7 separate regions of the Mus musculus genome follow, and regions 1, 2, 3, 4, 6 and 7 are each linked to region 5. The links are chromatin contacts, called in public ChIA-PET, HiChIP or PLAC-seq and promoter capture Hi-C maps. All regions are on one chromosome and are shown on one strand. The core of a region is the stretch at or near the end of the contact, and the rest is flanking DNA. Distances in the headings are between cores, read along the strand shown. Region 1 holds the start of Tbx21 (T-box 21). Region 2 holds the start of 1700003D09Rik (RIKEN cDNA 1700003D09 gene). Region 3 holds the start of Neurod2 (neurogenic differentiation 2). Region 4 holds the start of Grb7 (growth factor receptor bound protein 7). Region 5 holds the start of Mllt6 (myeloid/lymphoid or mixed-lineage leukemia; translocated to, 6). Region 6 holds the start of Lrrc3c (leucine rich repeat containing 3C). Region 7 holds the start of D030028A08Rik (RIKEN cDNA D030028A08 gene).

The links. Promoter capture Hi-C pulls out the DNA fragments that hold promoters and counts their contacts. ChIA-PET counts read pairs in DNA pulled down with a chosen protein or histone mark. HiChIP or PLAC-seq counts read pairs in DNA pulled down with a chosen protein or histone mark.
Region 1: a contact with region 5 is called in an RNA polymerase II ChIA-PET map of memory CD8 T cells, with 8 read pairs. The contact joins the promoter of Tbx21 here to the promoter of Mllt6 in region 5. A contact is called at or near these places in 2 of 115 datasets of contacts at active chromatin or transcription factors (bone marrow-derived macrophages and memory CD8 T cells).
Region 2: a contact with region 5 is called in a FOXA1 HiChIP or PLAC-seq map of pancreatic cancer cells. The contact joins the promoter of 1700003D09Rik here to the promoter of Mllt6 in region 5.
Region 3: a promoter capture Hi-C map of hematopoietic stem and progenitor cells shows a contact between it and region 5, with 2.3 times the contacts expected there. The contact joins the promoter of Neurod2 here to the promoter of Mllt6 in region 5. A contact is called at or near these places in 2 of 39 promoter capture datasets (hematopoietic stem and progenitor cells and pre-B cells), 1 of 115 datasets of contacts at active chromatin or transcription factors (pancreatic cancer cells) and 1 of 9 other capture datasets (adipose tissue).
Region 4: a FOXA1 HiChIP or PLAC-seq map of pancreatic cancer cells shows a contact between it and region 5. The contact joins the promoter of Grb7 here to the promoter of Mllt6 in region 5. A contact is called at or near these places in 2 of 39 promoter capture datasets (cranial neural crest and neutrophils) and 2 of 115 datasets of contacts at active chromatin or transcription factors (memory CD8 T cells and pancreatic cancer cells).
Region 6: a contact with region 5 is called in a promoter capture Hi-C map of pre-B cells, with 2.2 times the contacts expected there. The contact joins the promoter of Lrrc3c here to the promoter of Mllt6 in region 5. A contact is called at or near these places in 2 of 39 promoter capture datasets (liver and pre-B cells) and 1 of 115 datasets of contacts at active chromatin or transcription factors (pancreatic cancer cells).
Region 7: a promoter capture Hi-C map of the 3T3-L1 cell line shows a contact between it and region 5, with 3 times the contacts expected there. The contact joins the promoter of D030028A08Rik here to the promoter of Mllt6 in region 5.

The regions. Positions count from the first base shown.
Region 1 is chr11:97,113,559-97,116,927 of GRCm38.p6, reverse strand. Tbx21 (T-box 21) reads left to right here and starts at 1,597. Exons shown (of 6, transcript NM_019507.2): 1 at 1,597-2,278. The coding sequence starts at 1,791.
Region 2 is chr11:98,356,721-98,360,213 of GRCm38.p6, reverse strand. 1700003D09Rik (RIKEN cDNA 1700003D09 gene) reads left to right here and starts at 1,931. Exons shown (of 3, transcript NR_045477.1): 1 at 1,931-1,977. Ppp1r1b (protein phosphatase 1, regulatory inhibitor subunit 1B) reads right to left here. Exons shown (of 7, transcript NM_144828.2): 6 at 3,267-3,389; 7 at 2,418-3,181. The coding sequence ends at 3,144. It overlaps Stard3 (START domain containing 3), which reads right to left and starts at 1,846. Exons shown (of 15, transcript NM_021547.3): 1 at 1,706-1,846.
Region 3 is chr11:98,327,132-98,330,899 of GRCm38.p6, reverse strand. It overlaps Neurod2 (neurogenic differentiation 2), which reads left to right and starts at 1,255. Exons shown (of 2, transcript NM_010895.3): 1 at 1,255-1,466; 2 at 2,559-3,768. The coding sequence starts at 2,564. The coding sequence ends at 3,715.
Region 4 is chr11:98,444,599-98,448,323 of GRCm38.p6, reverse strand. It overlaps Grb7 (growth factor receptor bound protein 7), which reads right to left and starts at 1,490. Exons shown (of 15, transcript NM_010346.2): 1 at 1,075-1,490. It also overlaps a transcript of Mien1 not described here.
Region 5 is chr11:97,661,439-97,664,996 of GRCm38.p6, reverse strand. It overlaps Mllt6 (myeloid/lymphoid or mixed-lineage leukemia; translocated to, 6), which reads right to left and starts at 1,585. Exons shown (of 20, transcript NM_139311.2): 1 at 1,317-1,585; 2 at 1-42. The coding sequence starts at 1,425.
Region 6 is chr11:98,596,656-98,599,990 of GRCm38.p6, reverse strand. It overlaps Lrrc3c (leucine rich repeat containing 3C), which reads right to left and starts at 1,700. Exons shown (of 2, transcript NM_001195544.1): 1 at 1,621-1,700; 2 at 405-1,226. The coding sequence starts at 1,172. The coding sequence ends at 405.
Region 7 is chr11:96,942,066-96,945,639 of GRCm38.p6, reverse strand. It overlaps D030028A08Rik (RIKEN cDNA D030028A08 gene), which reads right to left and starts at 1,494. Exons shown (of 6, transcript NR_003293.3): 1 at 1,426-1,494; 2 at 547-795. It overlaps Pnpo (pyridoxine 5'-phosphate oxidase), which reads left to right and starts at 1,621. Exons shown (of 7, transcript NM_134021.2): 1 at 1,621-1,909; 2 at 3,106-3,230. The coding sequence starts at 1,772.

The DNA.
Region 1 (3,369 bases), core at 348-2,847, 550 kb after region 5:
TGCCTCACTCGCAAGGGTCTCCTTCATCACTCTCCAGAAGAGGAGAAGAGGAAACACAAGAAAAAGCGCCTGGTGCAGAGCCCCAATTCCTACTTTATGGATGTGATATGCCCAGGATGATATAAAATCACCAGTCTTTTTTTAAAATTAATTTATTTATTATATGTAAGTACACTGTAGCTGTCTTCAGACACTCCAGAAGAGGGTGCCAGATCTCATTACCGATGGTTGTGAGCTACCATGTGGTTGCTGGGATTTGAACTCAGGACCTTCGGAAGAGCAGTCAATGCTCTTAACCGCTGAGCCATCTCTCCAGCCCAAGTAACTCTTAAACGATACTTTACTTCTTATTTACTTACTTTTGAGATAAGATCCCCTGTAACCCAGGCTGGCCCAAATTGTAGCTGAAGATGACCTTAAACTTCTGATCCTCTACCAACCCTCTCAAGTGCTGGGATGACAGGCATGTGCCACCATGCCCCATCTATACAAAGCTGGGGGTGGAACCAGAAGCGTGGGTGTATGCTAAGCAGGCACTCCATCAGTTGAACTATATCCCAGACCCCGGGGATGCTTTTTATTTCAAAAGAAAACTCCCAATGGATTCATTTTCAGTTAGGAGGTGAGATTCTTCTCAAAATGCAGGACTTACCGTAGTTATTGGAATAGAACAGCGGAGGAAGGACTGTCTGTCTCCATCAGAGCAGGTGCTGGGCTCCCTGTCAGCCAGCTTGGACTACATACCTTTGTTTTTTTCTATAATAGAATGGAAACAGAGGCACACAGACACCGGTTGGTATAAGGTACACAGCCCCTACCCCCAATACGAATATTTATTTCCCCAGCCTACCCCATCAGGCCTGAGGGACTTTCAGGCAAAGGAAGTGACTTACCCAGGTCCTACACACCCGAGTCACAGTCAGAGTCAGCCCTGGGACTCTGAACACTGACAGCCAAGCGCTACTTCCCGTGTCTTTCGCTAGCTGTTACGCTGCCACGTGAACGAGCTTTTGTGGGAGCATTTCAGCCAGCCCAGCCCACCGTGGGCTGCTTTGGGTGCAATCTTCTTGGGAGACAGCTTCCAAGTTTCCTCCTGGGCTAGAGGGACAAGCATCATCCTCGGGCCTGGGGGGTGGGGTGGGAGGCTAGCGATGGGGGGTGGGGGCGGCGGACAAGAGACAGCGAGCAAACACTTTGTGTAAAGTCACAAAGCCTGGGCATACAGGAGGCAGCAACAAATATCTGTTGACTATGGATAGTCTAAGTAGCTCTGAGCCTGCCAGAGGCGTGAGAATGCTCAGATGGTCCCATCTGGGGAAAGGGCCTTTGCTGTGCCTTCCAGGACTGGCGGAACTTCCTGGGGGAGAGAAACCGTTTCTCTCCTCGAAGTTTCAGAGTTTCAGGTGGCAGGTTGACTCTTTCCCAGATTGGGGCGACAAGAGACTTACACTTAGGAGTGGGGGTCGGGGCTTCAGTCCTCACCAAAAGCGAATTCGCGCTGTATTAGCCACGAGGGGGCGGGGCGGGGCGGGGCCAAGGTGGCGGGGTGAGGGGACCCAAGGAGCTTCATAAAGCCACAGCAAAGGCCGCCGCGCCGCTAGTGACAGCGCGGGCTGCAGAGAAAGCCCAGGAGCAGCTGCGCGCCTATCCAACGCGCGCTCAGGAGCCAAGCGTCCCAGCTCCCGCTCCAGTGAAGTTTCATTGGTCTTCGGACGCCGCCCCCGTCGCCCCAGCCCTAAGGACCCTCGGGTCTCTTCGACGGCTGCTGGAAGGCGCCCAGCCCGCCTCGGATGGGCATCGTGGAGCCGGGCTGCGGAGACATGCTGACCGGCACCGAGCCGATGCCGAGTGACGAGGGCCGGGGGCCCGGAGCGGACCAACAGCATCGTTTCTTCTATCCCGAGCCGGGCGCACAGGACCCGACCGATCGCCGCGCAGGTAGCAGCCTGGGGACGCCCTACTCTGGGGGCGCCCTGGTGCCTGCCGCGCCGGGTCGCTTCCTTGGATCCTTCGCCTACCCGCCCCGGGCTCAGGTGGCTGGCTTTCCCGGGCCTGGCGAGTTCTTCCCGCCGCCCGCGGGTGCGGAGGGCTACCCGCCCGTGGATGGCTACCCTGCCCCTGACCCGCGCGCGGGGCTCTACCCAGGGCCGCGCGAGGACTACGCATTGCCCGCGGGGTTGGAGGTGTCTGGGAAGCTGAGAGTCGCGCTCAGCAACCACCTGTTGTGGTCCAAGTTCAACCAGCACCAGACAGAGATGATCATCACTAAGCAAGGACGGTGAGTGAGGTGCGCGCCGAGCGCAGCGAGCTCGCAGGGCGGAGCCGGCGGGAGTCTGGCCTCGGTGGCCCGCCGGAACAACGACTTTCCTCTTTTTTTTTTTTTTTTTTTTTGAAATCAAAATTTGAAGCTGCAGGTTGCTGAGTCTTTGTGTTCGTAGACTGAGCTTCAGTTTTAGGAGACGGGGGAGCAGGGTTGCGGGGAGGGCACCGCAAGCTCCGGAGAGCCGCGGGTGCTGAGGGTATCAGAGGGCTCAAAAAGGATGATGCTGTGGGCGCAATTAGAAGTTACTTTGGTGCAGAGGAAAGGATGACTCTCGCTTCACCGAGAGTTGGCCGGTGGGGGGTGGGGGGTGGGGGACTGGAGGGGGTTAATTTGCTCCTTGCCTCAGTCTGGGATCTCAGTGGGCAGCGAGGAGTGTGTGTTATAGACCTGACTGACCGCCTTTCGGTCCTTAGGTATTCGGGAAATTGAAGTGTTGGGGGCAGAATATTTTTTGAGATCTCAGTGTGCCTGTTCCTTTGCTACTGCTGTGCTTAGGGTAGCTTTGGTGTATGGGGGAGGGGGGGAGCAGACTGGGATTTGGTGACATGGAGAAGCGGTCGCCAAGTTTCTTTTCCGGTCTTACTTTGAGATCATATGTCTAGAGAGGGAGAGAGAGAGAGAGAGAGAGAGGAGTGTGTGTGTGTGTGTGTGTGTGTGTGTGTGTGTGTGTGTTGTGTAGAGAGGTGGGAAGCAGCAAAACTTATAAAGGCACAAATAAATGCCGAGGGCCTGAACGTGCCAAGTTCAAGACCAGTTGCAGCTGGTGTCCAGTCTTGCACTGTGCTCTTTGAGGCTAGTCCCTAAAAATATGTCCACTTTCTCACCCAGCTATTCATCAGTCCAGCCTGGGGGAAGATGGAGGGGGTCCCCTAAGCCTGTTGCATTAGTGGTATGGTTTGTGGCTCAGCCTGCTGCTTCCGGATCGAGTCTCTTTGCTGAAGAAAGAGAAACTTGCAGTTTCTGAGGGGTCATTTATAGTATGCAACACCTCGAGTGGACCCTCTTGTGTCTTATGGGAAGAGGCAGCTACCTTTCCCAGTGAGGAC
Region 2 (3,493 bases), core at 682-3,181, 690 kb before region 5:
TGGTTTGGTTTGGTTTGTTTGTTTGTTTTCCCGGCAGTGCTGGAAACAAAACCACAAAGGCTGGATCTTTTCCACTCCTGAATAGCATTCCACTCAGTAGGTCCAGATCCTGTTCCCGGTGAGTCCAGGATTTCACCTTAGGACCCAGGGACAGAATGAGAAGCGAGCCACACCAAGCATTCTCACGCAGCCGATGAAATTAACTCATAACCAGCAAGCCAGAGTGCTCTTACACAGGACATGCTAACTAACGTGTGTTCATTAGGCACTCATAGGCCTGGTCCCTTGATGCATACACTACACAGTACTTCATTCATTCTCACATCTATACAAGGTAGGCACATTACTATCTCCATCTTCCAAAAGAGGAAAGGAAGATACTGACTTCATCAAGGTCTCAAAACAATATCAAAACTCAAGCAGGCTGGTGCATGGGTCTATATGTCAGCTATGACACTAAGAGTGTTCAGAGGACACAGATGGGCAGGGCGGCCAGCCTTTGAGATGGAGGTGGGCAGTGTGGAGATGGTGCTCTCTGAGCAGGACTCCTGAAGGATACATCAGGAGGAGGCCCAGCAGATCAGAGAGGAAAGAGGTGCTGCTATATACACGAAGAACCCTATGTGAGCCAGGCACATCTTACAGTAAACAAGCACACAGTCGTTTCCCCACAGGCAATGGGAAGCAAGCAAGTGACATAACCAGACTCGTGATATAAAAGTCTGCAAGAGCTAGATTCTGAAGACTTGCCTGCAAGCAATTAGGACCACAAGCTGCTGGAAATGTCCAGAGACACGTCAACAAGGGTAGTGACAGAGAAGGTTCAGGGAGTTAGCTATACTGGCACCTCTGAGCAAACAGGGTTAAAAGATGTTAAGGCAATTCCGGAGTTTTTCTCCTGGATAAGACAAGAGTGGAAGGATAAATTTACAGAGAAAAGATCAGCTCACGTTTGAAACCTGTGAGATCATCCCAAAGTGAAGGTATCCCATAGGCATAATTGACAGGCAGCTAATTTGGAGCCCAGGAAGGGGATGTGCTGCTATCGTCCATCTGAATATTCAGTGAACGTGAACTTGATGCGACAACAGTGGATGAGGCCATCCAGGATCAATGCACAGTGAGGCGGGTTGGGCCAGCGTGAACGTAAAGAGATTCTTCTGCCCTCTTGTCAGAGAGGTAAGAGGAAAAATCAGGAAATATTGGGGAGTCAAAGGGTGGAAGTATGTCAGGAATGAAAGCCAACAGTAGCAAGCACTTCTGAGAAGAGTTTAAAGAGCCTTCTTTCTGATATCGTTGGGAAGCTATGCGTGGATGTTTCCAACGGAAGTTGTGGGAAACAGCGGGTGGCAGAGAGGCAGCCGATTAGTATGTTTTTCCCTGAGTCTGGCCCCTTCCCACACCCAATTCTGTCCCCCATAATACTTAGATACCGACTCCTTGCCTCTCCTCTTACTATAAAGAAGGCTTAGGAAAGCGGCCGCAGACGTCCTCCGGACCCTCTCGGGTAAAGACCAAGACACCCCCTCCCCAGCCCTGCGCGCGCAGCAGCGAGTGGAGAGGAAGGGGGCGGAACCCGGAGCGCGAGGGGTGTGGGCTGGGTCGGACCGAACCAAAGACGGACACCGGGCAGGAAAGCGGGATCCGTCGGGTAGAGACAGCTCTTGTACCACCGCCCGGTGCCTGCGACCGCCGCACAACCCACCTGCTTCATGTCACCACGGCCCCCACTCTTCCTGCCTCAGCCGCAGTCCCGCTCCACGGCCTGGCAACTCCTCAGAGCGGAAGGAGAGCTCCCGGCGGCGCTACTTCCGCCGCTGAGCCCGTCCCCCCCGAGCCCGCCCCCAAAGCCAACCCGCCCCCCCGAGCCCGCCCCCAAAGCCAATCGGGATTCGTGTGACCCTGAAGCTCCGCCCCGGTCCGCCCCTCTCTCGGAGACGAGGTCCGGAAGCGGAGCCACAACCGAAGTTAAACTGTGTAAGACCGTGCAGGAGCAAGGGATAAAACCCCAGGGTGTCTTGGTTATTAGATCATACAGGCCTGACACTGTGGAGTGAAGGGGAACTGTGTGAGGGCCGATTTGTGAGCACAAGTCCCTTGGAGAAATCCATTTTTCGTTTTTGAGACGTTCTCAGGTTGGCCACGAACTCAGCCTTCCAAGTTCTGAGATTACTGACGCGCAGCACCACATCCATCACACATATTTAAAGGACCTTTGTTCTCCCCTGGCTTTTAGCCATCTCCCTCAGGAGCTAGTATGTCTGCCATGCGTATAGCCTGCAGGAAAGGCTCCTTCCTGGGAAGGGCTGGACACGAGAGGCAAGATCCTGACCCTAAGATAACCACCATTTTTCCTGTCAGAACATACCATTACTTCCCGGTCTCTCCTCCCTCCCCTGAAAGAGGAGTCTCAGGACAATTATTTACAAAGATTTATTACAGCGTAGGAGGGGTTCAGGCCTAGAGTAAGGGAAGAAGGGGAAGGGAACCAAGTTGCTGGAGGACAAGGAGAACCAGGCTCCCCCCACTGTGTGGCCCCCTAAGGACAGATAGTAAGTGCATTCCTGGCACCAAAGCACAAACAAAACGCAGCAAGCAGCCTCTGCCAGTCCATCTTGCAGGCACCCAGCAGGAATGGGATACTAAGGGAGGGACATGTTGAGGCTCTGCAAAGAATGCGTGAGACCTGAGCCCTGGTTGAAGTCTATGAGAGGGTTGGGGACTCAACGCCCACCACTGGTAGGGGAAGGAGGAGATCTCAGGGCACCTGTAGGCTCTCAGTACCTCCTTTCCCCAGATCTTAGGACCTGCCCTGTGGGTCTCCTGTGCCCAGGGGAGAGAATCTGGAGAGGGAGGGGACTTGTGGAGAATAAATGGTTGTTTATGGCCTTCTGGGGTTTCCAGTGTGGGCTCTCTCACCTCCCTACTCCCACCGGGTAAATAGAAGAATGACTGGCAGGGAAAGGCATTGGGGACTCTGGGCTTCAGCCAAAGCAAACAGAGACCAGCCTTAGTCTTCTAAAAGTCAGAAGCCGCAGCCCTAGCAGGTGAAAGACAGGGTACAAAGGAGGGTGGGGACAGAGTGGGTTTCTGGGGAACACTTCCTCCTGGGAGATACAGGGCTCTGAGCTTATGTGCCAGGCTCAGGGGGGGCTGGGATGCTGAGGTTCCTCTCCAGGCTCTGAAAGACAAATAAAGAGGACTCAAGGCCAGGCTTGGCCCATGAGGTTCCCACCCACCTCCCCAGCCCACACTCCAAAGCTCACCACTTAGTGTTGCTCTGCCTTCCACTTGGTCCTCAGAGTTTCCATCTCTCTGGGGCTCATCCAGAGGAGGTGGGCGCTCCCAGGGCCCCTCCAGACCCCGGCCACAAGTAGGCTTCTGCCCCACTGAAAGAGAGGGCATACATACATAGGCTGAGTGCCCCTCTGGTGCTCTCTGATGGCTTGAGGTTGAGCTTCTGAGACATCCATTGCTGCATAACGGGCAGAAC
Region 3 (3,768 bases), core at 6-2,505, 670 kb before region 5:
GCATCTGTGTCTGGCAGGATAGGAACCTTGCAAGGGGAACTGTAAAATAAAGCATCCATTTCCTACCTCCCTCAGCAAGACACCTGTCTGGTCTTCTCCTCTCTGGCCTCTCCTGTGACTGATGGGGTCAGCCTCTGTGGCTTTTGTATTTTCTGCAGAGAGGAAGAGTGCTGGGTCCTGTCTAAAAACTCTAAGCGGCCTGCAACCAGTCATACCCTTTCCTTCAGCTAACCAAATCAGAAGGCCAAAAGAGAGGCATTGGTGGATGGCCTACCTGGCAAGGATCAGGGGTGGTAAGGCCTCAGTGACTCAAGAAGGAGGAGGAAGAGGAGGAAGAGGGCTTCTGGGTTAGGAATCCAGATCTGTGCCCACCTTAACCCAGATAGGGACACATAGCTCATCTCCAAATCCCTCCCCACCCCACCCCACCATACATTTGCCCTTGACACCCAAGGAAAGATCTCCTGTGTGATGACTACACAGATAGACACACATGTCCCCACAGACACACACACACACACACACACACACACACACATGAGCACTCGCGTGCGCACGCACAACACGCCCATGCAGAGGCACAGACACCCAGGGAGGCAAATCTTTCCCTTTCTCTGTCTTTCCCTTGGTTTGAATTTTGTTCAGCCACATATGTTGTGTGTGCGTGAGGGTGGGTGGGGGAGGGGCAGACAGGGATGAGGAATGGCATGGTGCCAGCATCTACCTATGGGGCTTGGGCCAGGGATGCCCCCCACACCCACCCTGGAAGGAGCCTCAGCTGTCCCTTTGTGGTGGAGGGGATTCTCTTGGGGAGCGGCAGTAAGCACCGAGGTCCCTTCTCCACACCCCAGGGTCTGGTCCTGACCCACCTTAGGGACCTGGAGACAGGGAAATGGACAGATCAAGACCCTGGAGAGAGCCCTGAATTGGCCTGGCAACCACAAACCGCCAATTCCCAGACTTGCCACCCCATTGTTCCCATGTGGGGGGTTCTATATCTGAGGGGGGCAAATCCTCCCACCTCCCTCTCAATCTCTGCTTTTCCTGCGTTGGGCGGGGAGGGGAGGGCGGCAGAGATATTTATTTATTTCCTTTATTTATTTAATTTTTTTTTTTTTTTTTGGAGTAGAGAGTGACAGATGGCGGCGGGTCCCGGGGGAGCCGGCTCTCCCCCAATGCAGACGCATGCCAATCACCGTCTCTCATGTGATAGCTGCTGCCCGTGACGTGCCAAGCCCATATGGCCTGGCATAGAGGCTGGTACCCCGCCTGGTAGAGATGCCACACTCGCTCCGCGGCTCGCATGGCGCTCTGAAGACGCCGGCGCCCGCCGCCTTGAGGAACCGCTGCCCCCGCTCCCTGAAGATGGGGGAACAATGAAATAAGCGAGAAGATTCCTCTTCTCCCCCCTCTCTCTCTTGCCCCCTCCCCCCTCCCCTCCCCTCTCCCCTTGACTCCTCTCTGAGGTAAGTTGTCCGAGAGGGAGCTAGATCTGACCTGCTATTAGTGGTGGGGGGGCGCTGCTTCGGACATGGAAGTCCCCCCCAGTTCTCCTATTCCTGGGACCCTACCCCCTTACGGGATGGGCAGCGGGGGCGCCCCGTGTTCTCTCTCCCATTGGGGCCGCAGCTTAAGGGGCTGCGGAAGGAGATGGTATGCCTAGGATGGGCTGAGGGGGAAGGGTCATGAGGCACTCGAAGAAGCGAAGATGGGACCCCCCCCATGACTGTCCCGAAGGAACCTGTGACCTTTTCCCACCACCAAAAAAGATAAGCAAACAAATAAATTTGGATTTTTCCCCAAGGATCTCAAAATACAACGAGATCTGTAGAGACGTGTGGGAGGGAGGGAGTTTGAAGAGGGGAAGAGGGTCCCTGACCGCAAGGGAGACGAACAGGGTTCGCTTTTGGGTCTCCTCCCCACGCCCGGCTTCTTCAGTCCCCGCACCCGGAGCCCGCTCCGGGAGACCCGTAAGCAGCAGCTAGAGAGGAGACGGTGCTCCGGTGTCTAGAATTGGGGCTGCGGGGGTGGGGGCCCGGCCGGGGGCGGCGCGCGGCCAACTTGCAAATTGGATTAGGGAGCTTGGGGGTGAGAGGCACCGGAGGGCTTGGGGAGCCAGGCCGAGGGGCCGGACCGTGGAGAGGAGGAACCGGGGCAGCGTCCCCACGGCGGCCGCCCAGCTTCTCTCCGTCACCGGGAGAGAGCTGGCTTTCGGGCGAGAGCACCGCCTCCCCGGGAAGATGGACCTGGTCCCTTAACCCCCCACCTGGTCAAGCTCTCTGGGACCCCGACACCGGCCGAGAGCAGCTTCCTTCCGGGCCAGGGGCGGAGCAGGAGCCCGGATCTCGGGCAAGGGCCTGGGCCGCGGTCCCCCACTGGCAGCCGGGCAGGGCTGGGCCGGCTCTGGGCGGGGCAGCAGGACGTAGTGGGCATCGGGGGCCCCTGAGCTGGGGCGCTCACGGAGACTTGGGGGGTGGAGGCGGGTTGGGGGGTCGTGGTGACCCCGGCGCGCCCCTCACTCTGTGCTGTCTGTCTCCCCGCCCCCGGGGCGCCCTCAGGCACCATGCTGACCCGCCTGTTCAGCGAGCCCGGCCTCCTCTCGGACGTGCCCAAGTTCGCCAGCTGGGGCGACGGCGACGACGACGAGCCGAGGAGCGACAAGGGCGACGCGCCGCCGCAGCCTCCTCCTGCTCCCGGGTCGGGGGCTCCAGGACCCGCCCGGGCCGCCAAGCCAGTGTCTCTTCGTGGAGGAGAAGAGATCCCTGAACCCACGTTGGCTGAGGTCAAGGAGGAAGGAGAGCTGGGCGGCGAGGAGGAGGAGGAAGAGGAGGAGGAGGAAGGACTGGACGAGGCGGAAGGCGAGCGGCCCAAGAAGCGCGGGCCGAAGAAACGCAAGATGACCAAGGCGCGTCTGGAGCGCTCCAAGCTGCGGCGACAGAAGGCCAACGCGCGGGAGCGCAACCGCATGCACGACCTGAACGCGGCTCTGGACAACCTGCGCAAGGTGGTGCCCTGCTACTCCAAGACGCAGAAGCTGTCCAAGATCGAGACCCTGCGCCTGGCCAAGAACTACATCTGGGCTCTCTCGGAGATCTTGCGCTCCGGGAAGCGGCCGGATCTGGTGTCCTACGTGCAGACTCTGTGCAAGGGGCTGTCACAGCCCACCACGAATCTGGTGGCCGGCTGCCTGCAGCTAAACTCTCGTAACTTCCTCACGGAGCAGGGCGCGGACGGCGCCGGCCGCTTTCACGGCTCGGGTGGCCCGTTCGCCATGCATCCGTACCCATACCCGTGCTCCCGCCTGGCAGGCGCACAGTGTCAGGCGGCTGGCGGCCTGGGCGGAGGCGCGGCGCACGCCCTGCGGACCCACGGCTACTGCGCCGCCTACGAGACGCTGTACGCGGCGGCCGGTGGCGGCGGCGCTAGCCCGGACTACAACAGCTCCGAGTACGAGGGTCCACTCAGTCCCCCGCTCTGTCTCAACGGCAACTTCTCGCTCAAGCAGGACTCGTCCCCCGATCACGAGAAGAGCTACCACTACTCTATGCACTACTCGGCGCTGCCCGGCTCACGGCCCACGGGCCACGGGCTGGTCTTCGGCTCGTCGGCCGTGCGCGGGGGCGTCCACTCCGAGAATCTCTTGTCTTACGATATGCACCTTCACCACGATCGGGGCCCCATGTACGAGGAGCTCAACGCATTTTTCCATAACTGAGACCTCGCGCCGACCCCTTTCTTTTTCTTTGCCTTTGTCCGGCCCCTTAGCCC
Region 4 (3,725 bases), core at 241-2,740, 780 kb before region 5:
AGTTAATCATTAGTTTGCCTTCGGGGAGAACACAAACACACACACACACACACACACACACACACACATTAGCACGCGCTATTGGGGGAGAGCAGAGTCCAAGCTAGACAGACTCATGACCCAGAAGGCATTGCATTCTTGGGGGGAAAAGAGGGAGAAAAGGTTGAAAATACTATCAGCTGTCCCTCAGATGCACTCTGTCTCCATCCTACCATGAAAACCCAGACCTAACTAGGTCTTTCCCCCAACTTCAGCCTCAGGCAGGCCCACATACCCGGCCATACACTGTTTTCCAGGCCCCGAACTGCAGACCTTCACACTACACCCACCCCTCTAGCTTTCTTTGTCCACACTCATTTGCAGCCAGGAGGGATCCGCAGCCTGCTGAGCTTCCGTATCGGAGATGGGACCACAACGTGGAGAGATGCAGTTCCAACCATTGCGGGAGTCGCTCTCCCTTACTCCCCTCCGAATGGGAACCCCAGATTGTAGTAAACTGAGCTCAATAAGGTATTGAAGGGCAACCTCCGGATCTAGCACCCCCTACTAACTGGTGTTGGGTAAGAACTAGTTTTAGCCGGAAAGTCAAGATTTCAGGTGATGGAGAGACCTTACCTCGGGTCTCAGGGAGCAAGATGAGGAAGGGGAAGGATTGGTGATGCCAAGCAACAAACAAAACAAACAATGCAGCGCAGAGAGCATCAGGAGTGTGACTCTTTCCTTAGGGACCCAGACCTAACTTGCATCCCATCCCATCCCATCCCATCCCCCAAGATGAAGTTCCCGCTTCCGCCTTTACCCAGACCATAGCTCACCTGCCTGAGGCCACCGGTTTAGGGAGGAAGATTCCAGGCCTTAACTATCACCCACCCCCCTTCTCCCCCACCCCCACCCCCACCCCCCGCCTCTGGCCTGACCTCGCCGAGAGAGGGCGGTCAGGGGGGAGAGCGTGGCAGCCTCCCGGCCATCTAACTGGGCAGCAGGCCAGATCCGCTCGATGCAGGCACAACCTGGGGCCCTCGGTGAGGCTGGGGGTAGGAGCAGATTATCTAAGACCGATCTCGGTCGGCTTACCTGGAGCACCTCCAACAGAAGGAGCCGGACACCCGGCCCAAAGTCTGGCTCTGTCTAGAGATCCCAGACACTTAGATTTGATTTCGAATCCTTTCTCTCTTCTCTACAGATGGTAGAAAGGCTATCCCGCCTTTGGAATGTTGAGGCGGGAGAATATAGAGCGAGCCCTGCGTATCCAGATTCCAGGCCCAGGGAAACTAAAATTATCTCGGGCAGGTAAGGGCGGAGCCTGAGAGGCTCCCTGGAGAAGGAAGCGCAGGAGGAGGGGTGGAGACTCCTCACAATGCACCGCCTCGAATTGCTCTTGCCCTTCCTACTGAGCAGCAGGTGCTAGGAGAGAGGGAGAGAGAGAGAGAGAGCAGGTGCCCCGGAGAGAACAGGCTGGACAGAGAAAAATCTAGAATCCTGACTACATGGGAAGGGGAGTTTGGAGGCTGTTTGTTAAACGCGAATGGTCCCGCCCACTCCTACTCGTCCCATTCCAATGATGGTCAGTTCATTGGTCAAGCTAGGGGGCCGTCTTCAGCTCGGATCTCACCCCCTAGGGCAAAGGGCACTGGGCTTAAAAGGGAAGCCAGAAGAGGTGCTCTGCCCTTTGACCTCCAACCACAGTCCAGCCGCCCAGGCTGTTGTCCTGGCCCTGCTAAAATACCCAAGGTGCACCCTCTCTTCCGAGGCAAGTCCAGGGTCTCACCTTCCTAGTTTCAAGTTTAAGAGTGGCAAGGTGGCCTAGTGGGAGGGGCCACAGTTCTGGTGACCGTTGTGGCCTGATGCAGATGGCTTCTATTACAGCAGTTACTCCAGCTTTCTGGTTCAGCTCACAGCAAACATTGGAGGATCAGGAAGAGGGGTTGAGAGTCCCCAGATCAAAGGCAGCGGGCCACCTCCCAGCTTCCTATGGCTAAGAGTTAAGAAAACAAACAAGCCACTGGGGCGATAAGGGGTCTGCCCTGAGGAAGCACAGCCTCCCTTAGCTTTTCCGCTTGAAAAACTAATGTGGAAAGCCACCGTGGAAGTGTGTGCCTTTTAATCCCAGCTCTCTAGGGGCAGGGGCAGGTGGATCTCTGTGAGTTCGAGGCCAGCATGGTCTACATGGACAGTGAGGACTGTACAGAGAAGCCCTGTTTCAAAAACAGAGTGACGACAGACAGACAGACATCAGACAGACTAGTATGAATAGAGCAAAGCAAAAAGGTGAGGAAGGGGCAGGTTGCTTGGGCCAGGAAGCAATTTGAACAAATTGCAGGAGACAATTTCCTCATTTCCAACCTAGCAGACCTGTGCTTGGCGCTGGGTATACAGAGCAAAACAACAAAAACAGACCCGCCCTTTGCTGGCTGCAACCCAGTCGGGGAGACTGACCTTTAAGAGTCACACAAATAAGAAATGACAGGTGACAAGTTTGCCAGGTGAGTGACTCACAGGAGGCAGGGAAGGCCATGAAAACAAAGCCAGGGAGGACCTGGCAGTGAGTGGGAACCAGAGGGGTTAACCTGCCATGGTGGACCCCCAGTGTGGAGAAGCAGCTGCTGGGAGGGAATGCAGAAGAGAGTGGGGGTGGACAGGAACGGAGGCCATCAGGTAGTCTGGGCAGGTCTTGCAGGTACGGGAGGGGTGGAGGGAAAACACTGCAGCTCTTAAAAGGGGGGAACACAGTCTCTTAAGCTGCTCTGGAAAGAGCAGACCCGTGGGCCCCTCCTCAGCTACCAGAGTCTCAAAGCACTGAGGAGGCAGAGCCCCAGGAATGTGAGATATTGACAAGCCCTCAGGTGGCTGTTTTGCAAACCAGGTTTGAGAGCCATCCATCCTGTTTGTCCAGACTGGCAGGAGGAGTGGGCAGAAGCCAGACCCTGCCAGGAGTGCAGGGCTGCACTCTGAAAAAAGATCACTATGTAGAAGGCTGAGCTGGAGGAAAGCCAGACTCCAGCTGAATGAGTGATATTCTCTCTCTCTCTCTCTCTCTCTCTCTCTCTCTCTCCCCCTTCCCTCCCTCCCTTCCTGTCTGTCTGTCTGTCTGTCTTTTGTTTTTCAAGATAGGGTTTTTCCCTGTAACAGCCCTGGCTGTCCTGGAACTTGTTTTGTAGACCAGGCTGGCCTACAAAGATGCTCTCGAACTCACAGAGATCAGCCTGCCTCTGCCTCCTGCCTCTCTAGTGGTGGGATTATTACAGTCATGTGCCACCATGCCTGGCTCCATTTCTTTCTTTCTTTCTTTCTTTCTTTCTTTCTTTCTTTCTTTCTTTCTTTCTTTCTTTCTTCCTTCCTTCCTTCCTTCCTTCCTTTCAAGGATCTTTATAATATGTGAGTACACTGTAGCTGTCTTCAGACACCTCAGAAGAGGGCATCAGATCCCATTACAGATGGTTGTGAGCCACCATGTGGTTGCTGGGAATTGAACTCAGGACCTCTGAAAAAAAGCAGTTAGTGCTCTTAGCCACTGAGACATCTCTCCAGCCCTCCATTTCTTTTACAAAGACTTCTGTTTTTATTTATGTGCACATGCCTCTGTGTGTAGGTTCCTGCAGAGGAACTTGCCAGGTCTCCTGCAGCTGGAGTTACAGGCAGTTTGGACCTCCAGAAGAGCACCAAGTATTCTTAGCCCCTGAGCCATTTCTCTCCAGCCCAGGGATTCCATCCAGAACAGTGGTTCT
Region 5 (3,558 bases), core at 336-2,835:
AGAACCAGGGTCCTGTTGGCACCTGGACGATGCCATAGCAAGCTAAGGGTGGGGGAAGGAGACTCACTGAGCAAAGCCATCAGCCAATGGTTCCCCCCCCCACAGAGTAACTGGGGGCAGGCAGGGAAGAGACCCAGCCTACTAAAGCCAGCCCAGTAGGTGGGGCTGCTCCCCAGACCCGGGATCACTCAATGGAACAGGACTACAAGAAATGTCCAACCGCATAGAGCCAGCCTTCAATCACACAACCAAGCATTTCAAACAGGGGCAAAAAGTCTGACAGAGTCCTTGACCTTAAACTTCCAAAGATCCTCCATTCTCATCCCACCCCTCTCCCTTTTTTCTGGACCTGAATTCCTCCCCCTCCCCCCCCCCCCCCCCCGCCGCCTCTGCCCTGACCAGTCCCCTAGGCACCAGAACAAGAAATAGTCATGATTGTAACACGTTTTGTTGTTATGAGGGGAGGGGGGGTGCTTCTTAAAGGGCCAGTAAGGGATAAGCCAAGGAAGTCGGGGGTTCAAGGACCTCATCTTCTGCCTCTGTCACACGTACAGGTCAAAAGTGAAAACAGAGGGCAGGTGCGGGGCAGGTACCCAGAGGAGAGTGGCGGGAAAGGCCCGCAGCCACAGCATTAAGGGTTGTCTTGGGAAGGGGGGTGGTGGTGGTTGCCTGTGCCAGACAGGCGGAGATGCCAGCCTGCGCCCTCGGCAAGATTCCTTAAGGAGTTAACTCCCGAACCATGTGCGGCGGCAGGGGGAAACTCCAAACCTCTCTCTCCTCCATTCCGGCCCCCTGTAAAACCGCTCTCCCAGCCTCAGCTCTTCCCCGGAGGGTTTCAGGATCCCTTCTCCCGTGGGACCCTTCTCCTCCCTTCCCAATTCCGCTCCTCCCAGTATCCGGAAGCGAAGGGGGATGACCCCCCCTTGACCTCTTCCTCCCGGAGCGGGAACCAAAATAAACCGGGCGGGAGGGGGGGTTACCTCGCAGGTAAACATTCCCGGGACAGCCCTGACACCGGCGGTGCGGGGCTCAGGGAGTTCACTCCTTGCGCCCTGGACTCTCCCCAAAACTCCTTCAACTTGGGGTGGGGGGCGCGGGACTGAACAATAGGCAAGAAAACAATGCCTGACCCGGTCCTGGAGGACCAGGCTGGGGATGGGGGGGAGCCCACGCCGCCTTTCGCTTCAGGTGGGTGGGGGAGGGGCAGGCGCCCCAGGAGGGCTCCGGAGGGCGCGGCCGAGGGCACCCCGTGCGCGCGCCGCCCCGGGGTCCCGCAGCTCCCCCCCCCCCGCCGGCCGTCTCCCCCCTCCCCTTACCTTGGTGGACGGCCACGCTGCACGCGTGCCCATCGCAGTAGACCAGCGGGTTTTCGGCCCAGCCCCTCTCGTCCGAACATACGCAGCAGCCTCCTACCATCTCCTTCATACTCCCATGAGCTCCCTCCGGGGCTGGGGCTGGGGGCCGGCCGGCGGGGGTCGGGGGTCAGGGGGGGAGGGAGGGAGCGGGGGCCGCGCGCCTCCTCGCCCCCTCCTCCGCCGCCGCCGCCGCCGCTTCTTTTCTTTGCCTCCTCCTTCCTCCTCCTCGGCGTCCTCCTCCTCCTCCTCGCTCGCTCTGTCTGGCCGCCCCCCCCGCCGTGCTCTCGCCCTCATGCCCCGACGGGCCCCCCCCCCCCAACAATGAGACTCGCGCGCCGCGCTCCCCTTCCGCGCCGCTCGCCGGCTACCAGAGCCGCCCGGCCGCGGTGCAAGCAGGGCCCGGCGGGGGAGGCGCCGAGTGGCACATCGCGGGCGCCCGCCCGCCCCGCGCCGCCCGCTCACGCGCCGCCCCCCCGGCCCCCCTGCCCGGCCGCGGCAGCCATGGCCGCGCGCCTCCGCTCGCTCGCTCGCTCCCGGCCCGCCCGCCGCCGGGTAAAGTCTTAGGTTCAGGGAACAAAGCCTGGCTTGGTAGGGAGCTTTTCGCTCGTGCGCTCAGTGCAGCTTTCCCCGTCTTTTCTTTTTCCCTTTATGACTCTAGGTGGGTAGTTCCCGAGTCCTCCCCTCCGTGTCACACTTTGGGTCTCCGGTCTCCCATCCCCCTTCTCTGGGTGTTCTTCAACCCTAGGGAAATCTAGGGAAGATGAAAAAAACCAGGGCTCTTAAAAAGAACTGGAGCGATGTTAAACCATTTACCCGTGCTTGTTCTTGGAATGGGAATGGTGTCTCTGGATGGCAGCTCATGGGTGCTGTCCCTGGAGGTCACTCTGGAGGGTAGACAATGCCACGTGTAAACTTTTACTTACTTTACAAATCTTTTTTGTTAGTTTGAGACAGGATCACCAGTAGCTCCGGTTAGCCTCGAACTCACCACTTAGTGAAGGATGACCTTGAACTCCCAATTCTGCCTCTGCCACCAAAGTGCTAGAGTAAAGGCGTGCACCACCACGCCCCGCACAAAAATTTGTTGAATGCTAGAGTCGGCTGCGCGCCAGAGTAGAGGTATTCCTGCCCTCCAGGAACTTCCCTTTGAAGTCTTCAATGTCAAGGTCTCTAGGCACCTTAGGGGTACAATGAGGTACCCCACCTTAATTCAAGATCTCTGTTCTAAGTCGTAACTCCACCCCTAGCCTCAGGGCGTGCCTTGCGTTTTAAAGTGAGTAAAGCTGCCTCGGAAGTGCTTGCCAACAGAATCACGCCTTGACTTCTGGGCAGGTATAGAATCACAGTAGCGTACAAAAACGCACCACGAAGGATTAAAGTCCCCGAAATTGGGTCTAGGGTTTGATGGAAAGCGACCCAAGACTTCCCCCAGACTGGTATAAGCCCAAAGACGAGATCTGATTCCCCTTTTTTCTTTGCAAGGGGAAAGACGGCGCCCCCACAGGGACCAAAGGTCAAATACCCCCTCAGCGGGAGGTTGGGTGGCAGAGGGGAGAAGGCAGCCCTGGGGGCTTCATCCACACTTCAAAGACCTCTAGGCCGGGAACGCTTCCTGGGGGGGAGGGGCAGAGGGCTCGGAGAGGAGATGGCGGGCTGGGGGATTGAGGGTGGAGGGGGCCGCTCCCCCTTCGGCGCACTGCCCCCCTGGCCGACTCTTCCGCCGGGCCCGCCTCCTTTTCACTAGCACCTGTTCAACCGGAACATCAAGGGGCCAGAGCCTCCGCGTTTCTTTAGTACCTTTCATCCCGGAAGGGGGGGGAGATGAGTCCCCGCCCAGGAGGGGGGAAGCAAGGAGGGGGAGAACTTGTCCTTGACCTGGTCTGTGGCGTCAGGGATTTACTCCCTTAATCCTGGCGAGGCGGGAGTTTGGGGAGGTCTGTGAAGCTGAGTTCTGGGCTGGAGCCCTCAAATCTGCTCAGTTTGGACCCTGGGAATCACGGAGGCTGAGGGAACGAAGACACTGTGTCTAGAAAAGTAAACTTGCGGTAGTCTGTTTTACGACTTCTGAATCAGGACAGGTCGAAGGCCGGGATCTCGGCTATGACGATTTTTTATTCTGTGAAGTGTGCTCATACGAAAAGTTAATACTCAGAAGAGGAACCTTACTTGGGAGTTTCTAACGAATGACTTTTACCACCAAGAG
Region 6 (3,335 bases), core at 451-2,950, 930 kb before region 5:
CTGAGTTGCTGCACACCCAAATGGCTGTTCATTCTGCCACCCCCACCTCCATCCCATGGATTCAGGAACTCTGGAATTTTTTGAGTCTAGAATAATCCCAAGAAATCCAGGCCCCCAAATCCAGGCACCAAAGTGCTCCAAAGAACAACCAAGAGAGAGAGAGAGAGAGAGAGAGAGAGAGAGAGAGAGAGAGCAAGCTGCTTCTTCATAACTGTACTTTTGATACTGTTATGAATCGTAATGTAAGTCTCTGATAGGCAGGAGATCTGATATGTGACCCCTGTGAAAGGGTCATTCCACGCCCCTACCCCATCCCCGGCTTGAGAACAGCTGGGATAGAGGGCAGATGGGGCAGAGGAGGTGGTAGAGCAGTAGGTGAAAGGCTGGGGCATAGGGCCAAGAGCTCAGAGCACTGTGCTGAGTGTAGAGGAGTCCTCTGAGCGCACAGGCTGCGCGGGAGGAGCCCGCTTGACCGGGCGCCGCGTCTCATCTCGGTTCTGCCACACATAGCGGATCAGATAAGCCACTACCAGTGTCAGCCAGCCCCCCATGGTGACTAACAGGGCCACATCCGTGCTCCTTCGGGTCCCACCTCGTCCTGTCCCACACAGCTCTTCCTCCCTGGTGAGCAGAAGGAACTCGTGTCCCACGAGATCTGGTCGGGCTTCTGGACCACACACAATGCCTGTCCCGGAGCCTGGAGCCAACCTGACGTGCCTGAGCACTTCCTGTAGGGCACAGTCGCAGCGCCATGGGTTGGCAGACAGGTTCACTTGGATCTGCAGCCCCACGAAGGCTGCCACAGGCACAGATGCTAGCTGGTTGGCAGAGAGGTCGAGGTGGCGCAGAGTGCCCTCCAGGCCCTGGAAAGCAGCCCCTGAGAGATGAACAAGAGCGTTATGAGACAGGTCTAGTTCTTCCAGGGCAGGCAGGTGCTGGAAGGCACCAGCTGGCACTGATGCCAACTGGTTGGCGTCCAGGTAAAGCTTTCGGGTGTCGTTGGGGATACCGTTGGGCACGGCACTCAGACCAGCCCGGCTGCAGCGGAATGTCTGTTCCCCGGCTTCTTCTGCTACGTAGCAGCCCTGGGGCAGTGCCAGGGGGCGGGGCACAGAGCCCCCGGTGCCAATCACCAGCAGGAGGGGCAGGAGGCGAGGAGCTAGTAGGGGCATGGTCGCAGATAAACATAATCCTGGAGTGGAGGAGAAGCTGGGGAATAGACGAACCTACGACAGAAGAGCAAAGTTAGAATTCTACGTCCCACTGAAACTCGCTCCTGCTAGAGTCCCTCAGTGGACCCTCTCTGGACCCAAGCCTGTCCTTTCAGGGCTCTCTTAGCCCAAGGTCCATTGGTCTGTCCGACCGTCCCTCTGTCTGTCTCTGTCTCTGTCTCTGTCTCTGTCTCTGTCTCTGTCTCTGTCTCTCTCTCTTCAACAGGACCCCGGGGGAAGGAATCCCTTAGACTTGGAACGTTTGGGTTCTATTGATTCTAGATTAATCTGTGAGGTCCTTCTGTCCCTTTGCCCTGCTGAAATGGGCCCAAGGGGCCTGTCCAAGCTATTTCTTCTGCTTGAATCTTCATTTCCTTCGTTGAAATAAACATTTTTGTCCTCTAAGTACCTGTATGACTGCCAAGGGAGGCCAGGTAAACACCAGGGAGGCGGCCTGGCTGGCACTCGTGTCACAAGAGTGACATATTAGCGATAGATCCCAGGTTGTTCAGAATATACAAGTAGGTAGCGGGTGCCTCTGGCGCCGCCTTCTGTGCACATCAACTCCCCCTTTTCTGAAAGCATCTACCCCATCCTGCTTCAGCTCCTGGATTAGCTCACCTTCCCACCTCTCTCCCTTCTCCTTCCTGCCTCTCACCCTGGTTGGTGGCAGAGTCCTCTCCTGTGCTCCTGCCTTTTTTCCGGAAGTAGTCCCCCTGCCAGTGGGCTCTGGAGACCCGTTTCTTCCTTCAGAAGTCCTGTTTGCTTCAGCAGCTGAAAGCTGTGACCTGGGGCCCAAGAGTGTAGAGTTTCCTGGCATATGACTCTAGGCCCCAGGTGTCAGATACCTGAGCCATGGCCTGGCCAGGCAATGCCAAGAGAGAGCAGATCCCAGACCCTGATGTTCGGGAGACAGGTCTGGATTCCATTTCCTGCCCCAGGCTTTCCTCTCATAACTTAGCAGTTGCTATCTCCTATCAGCTGCGAGAATGGCCTCCCAGAACCTCCTTTTCTTGCCCAGAGCCTGGCTGGCCAAAAGGATGGTGGTTTGGTTGCCCTGGGTGCAGAATCCTACGATTCCCTCTCAGCAACTTGCAGCACAAGCCCCCTCCCGCTATTTTTTTTTTTTTTTTTTTTTTTTTTTTTTTTTTTTTTGTTCTCTGTAGGTCCCTGGTACCGACCCGGTCTTTTCCTCATCTTCAGAGGATGCCCCTGAATCTTCACAGGGCCAACCCTTCTGACCACCAGGAGGCGCTGTGGTTTAGTCTCAGTTTGCTGTTGTAGATGGTCGCTCTAGGAGTTGAAAGCTCTTTAAGTCTGATGTGGTGAATTGTTTTCCTGCCAACTTTTCAGTACTGAACTAGAGGCCAACCCAGATGTTCTTGGGCTCCCAGGATGGCAATTTGAATCCTTCTTCAAGCCTGAGACTGCGATGACTTATTCAAGGACCCTTCATCCTAACGATTGTTTGCAGGGGTCCCACCATTCTTCTACATCCCTTCTCCTGATGTCCTGGGGGTGGCCGGAAGGAAGGATTTGAACTCCGGAGAGTGTTTTGTGTCTATGTCTGAGCCCTTGTGAGTGAACAGTGGCAGAATGGAGGGGCTCCGTGCAGAATGGACGTGAGCGAGCTTGTGGCAGTGAAGTCCAAAAGCTATTGTTTTCATTACATTTTCCAGAACTGTCTGACTTGACTTTATGGTTGCAACACCAACACAGGTTTTCCTGCTCCACTCACCTGCTGTGTTTTGCAGCGACAGGGGTGACCCGAAGTCATGGGTATGGATGTAGATCAGTTGTTCTCAGCCTATGGGGTCACACCAGCCTGGGGTGGGGGCGGGTCAATCGACCCTTTCACACGGGTCACCTAAGACCACTGGAGAACAGATATTTACATTGCTATTTATAACGTAACAGTAGCAAAATTACAGCCATGAAGTAGCAATGAAATTAATTTTATGGTTGGGGAGGTCATCACAACATGAGGAACTATATTAAACAGTCGTAACATTAGGAAGGTTAAGAGCCTTGTTGGGTTGTTATAATAATTTAATTAATTAGTTAATTAATGTATATGTTGATGTAGTGCCTCACTATGTAGCCCAGGCTGACCACATACTGTGT
Region 7 (3,574 bases), core at 245-2,744, 720 kb after region 5:
TTTTGTTTTGTTTTGTTTTGGTTGGTTGGTTGGTTTTTCGTTTTTTTGTTTGTTTGTTTGTTTTTCCTTTTTAAGGCTGTGCAGCTGGTATTAATCCCATGATCCTTTCCCTCTGCCTCCCAAGGGCTGGAGTCCCAGCTGTGTGGCGCCACACCCAGCTCATGATCCTGTCTTGGAAGTCTCAGTACCTAGGAAGCTCTTGCTCCAAAGAAAGAGCAGCCCCGGGAATAGAAAAAGAGAGTGGACCTTATAAGGGATGCTGATGACTAACTACTACAGTCCACTGCAAGAGCCAGACGACTCTCCCCATCCTGCTCATGGGAGAAAACGACAATGCACCAAAAATTCTAGGCTAGCCTCACGTTTACTATGTAGCCAAGGCTGGCCTTAGTCTAAGTGCTGAGACAACCGGCAGGCATGCACCACTTTTCTCAGCAAGCTTCCTTCCTCTTGCTTCTGTGCAGCAGATTGCGCTGGCTCAAGCTGTAGACAGAGGATAATGAGTTCCCACTGCAGACACCAAGGCAGGCCAAGAAGGTCTCTTACCTGGCACAGTGCTGGGTGCCTGTCTACATGGCTCTTGGGGCTCCCACTCCGGATACTGGTAGACACCAGGGCTACAGAGTCATCTTCCACCACGGGCTGCCCCAGGCAGATCAAAGCTGGAAGAAGCGTTGTGAGGATTTCCTACTTCTCTCTCAGCCAGACATCCACCACGTGAAGTCAGCGTGCAGGCGCCGCACCTGTTCCCTGTATCCTTGGCTGGCTATTGCCAAAAACTATGCCTCCCACTACCTAGAAAGGAACAACAAAGAAATAAAAACAGCAACAACAACAAGAAGAAATATGAAAAGGAGGAAATAACCAAGTTGAAAGAGGTTTAGGAAAGGGACAGCCCTTCCATCTGTTAGAGCAGTGGCTAGTAGTAACTCCACTGCATTGGGTATAGGATGCCCTGAGCCCAGCCCAACCCTTAGGAAAGGGTTACAAGTTAGAAGGGAAGACCATTCTGCTCTGGGGTAGCCTGATTCCAATTTCTGTCTTCTTTCTATTCAGCTGACTCCCTTCTCGCCTCAGAGTCTCCTTCCTGACCCCAGAGTGCTTCCCCAGTCCCCAGAGTATCAGCCCACCACCACGACCCTCAGCACCTGCCCTGCGGTTTACAAGGCAGTTTCAGTCTCTCCTTACTCTCAAGCCACAATCTTCTCCCTCAGTCTCTCCCTGTGTCCCTAACACCTTTGCTTCCGAGTCCGGCCCCCAAACCATGTTTTCTTGCCCAGTCTTCCAACCTCCGCTGCGCCAGGAGGGGATCCCTGCCCTACGTTCTTCTTCAGTAGCCCGCCACTGGCCGGCCACTTACTGCGGACCTCTCCTCTCCAGCCCCGAGACTTCGCCCCGCCCTCGCCTTGGCTGCTGTCCCTATACCTTTAACAAACCTCCACGTGCTTCTTAAACGGCGGTGACAGCATTTCCTTGTCTCTCTGCTCCCGCCCCTGGAGGCGCTGCCCATTGGCTGCTGGGTTCCTTCATTCCCGCTCTAATTGGTCTCGCTCCAGGTAACTCAAACCAATAAGCTCTCCAGGTATGGATCCCTGCTCTGGTCCTGGACAGCTATTGGTTGATCCTAGGCACCTTGGTTCCGAGAACTTAGGACTTACTAGCTTGTCTGGGGCTCTAGTAAATTCTTCCTTCCCAGGCTAGACACACAGGCTGAGCAATTGGTTCCGAACCCAGGGCCAGGCGACGCTGGGTCACGTGGCCGACTGCTTACATGACGTGCGGGCTGCTGAGCGTCACTGTGACGTTCAGGAGACCTGCGAAGTGGACGGGCTACCTCCGTCACCTGTGCTGTCGGGGTGCAGTCATGGACCTGGGACCAATGCGCAAGAGTTACCGCGGGGATCGAGAGGTGCTGCCGCTGCCGCCGGGACACGGAAAGGGGGTGTCCCTAAATTAGCAAAGGGTTGGAGGAGCGCCTTGTGCTTTCAGGGGCCACTTACAAGGCAACGGGATTTAGGGGTCACCCTGATGGGAGAAGAGGGTTTCAGAGACAGCTACTGGGGAGGGCCTCAGGGGAACCGTGGATTAACGTGTACTCATAGACCCCTTGACATCAGAACCCACCTGTGTTGGAACCCAGCCCTTTTCTGACTGTCTCGCTGTGGACAATTTATGCTCTTTGGGCCTCAGTTTATCCACCTGTAAAGTGGTGATACCTACTTCACAAGGATGCTGTGGGTTTGGGGGTTTTCTCATTTTTTACATTTTTATACATTTAGAGTGTACATGTGTTTATACATGTATGACAGGCGACAACTTTCAGGAGTTTTTTGGTTTTTGTTTTTGTTTTTTTTTTTTTCCCACCATGTCGTAGGTCACCAGGAATGAACTCAGGTTGTCAGGTTTCGTGGTAGATGTCTTTACCAGTCTATATTTAGGCATTTGTAAAATGCTTAAAACAGTCATAAACGTGATATAAATTTATAAAGGAGCGGAAGCTGGGCTTGTAGCTGAGTGTTGTGGAGTCTTGCCTGGTGTGTATGAGGGTTCTGGGTTCCACCTTTGGCACCAAATGAACTAGGCACAGTGGATCCAGAGTTCAGGGTCCGGCTACACAGTGAGTTCAAGGCTAACCTGGAAGCTCTTCGTTTTAACCTCCCTCATCATGATCTTCTCCCCACTCAGGTCAGGGACCAAGAGATCAGTTCTGGGATTGGGATCCAGAGCTACAGTGGCCAAGTGTGCTTATCCGTGAACATCTGCAGGAGTGCTTGACTGAGATGTAGGCTCTTGTGAAACCTTAGAACTACTTCATGAAAAAGAATGAGGTGACCCACAGGAACTTCAGCACACTCCAGCCCTGGTTCATCCCTTCCTCCTTAGGAGACTCAGGGACTTACTGGGCCGTTTTATGCCTGTTTCACCATCTGTAAATGGACATAGAACCTACTTCCTGAGTAGTGTTTTGTTTGGTTGGTGTTTTTTTCTTTCTCTCATGGTCATCATTATGATGGCTAAATGCATTTACATTTGAAAAACATCTCAGCCCATTGCCAGGCACAGAGTAAACATTGTTCATTCGCTGACATCAACCTCTCTTTCTAGGCATTCGAGGAGACTCATCTGACCTCTCTGGATCCCATGAAGCAGTTTGCTTCCTGGTTTGACGAGGCTGTTCAGTGTCCGGACATAGGAGAAGCCAATGCTATGTGTGTGGCTACCTGCACCAGGTACACACAGCCTGGGGCCTCTGTGTGGGTGGGTCCAGATGGAGATTAGGAAGTGCTCTCAACATTATTATATCTTTAGTTCCGCTATTAAAGCCAGCCTTCTCTGAGCCCCAGTAAACCAGTCCTTAACTGGTAAACCAAAGCCAGATCACTGAATACTCTCTAGTGATAAAATGCAGTTCCTTATACATCTCCATCCCTAATGTATCCCCTCACGGCCCTTGGCCTCCCTCAGGCTCCTATCTGCTCACCCCTCATGGCCCTTGGCCTCCCTCAGGCTCCTATCTGCTCAAGCCCTGACTTTTGGAGCTATATCTGCTGGGACTGGCCCTGAGGCCCTATTC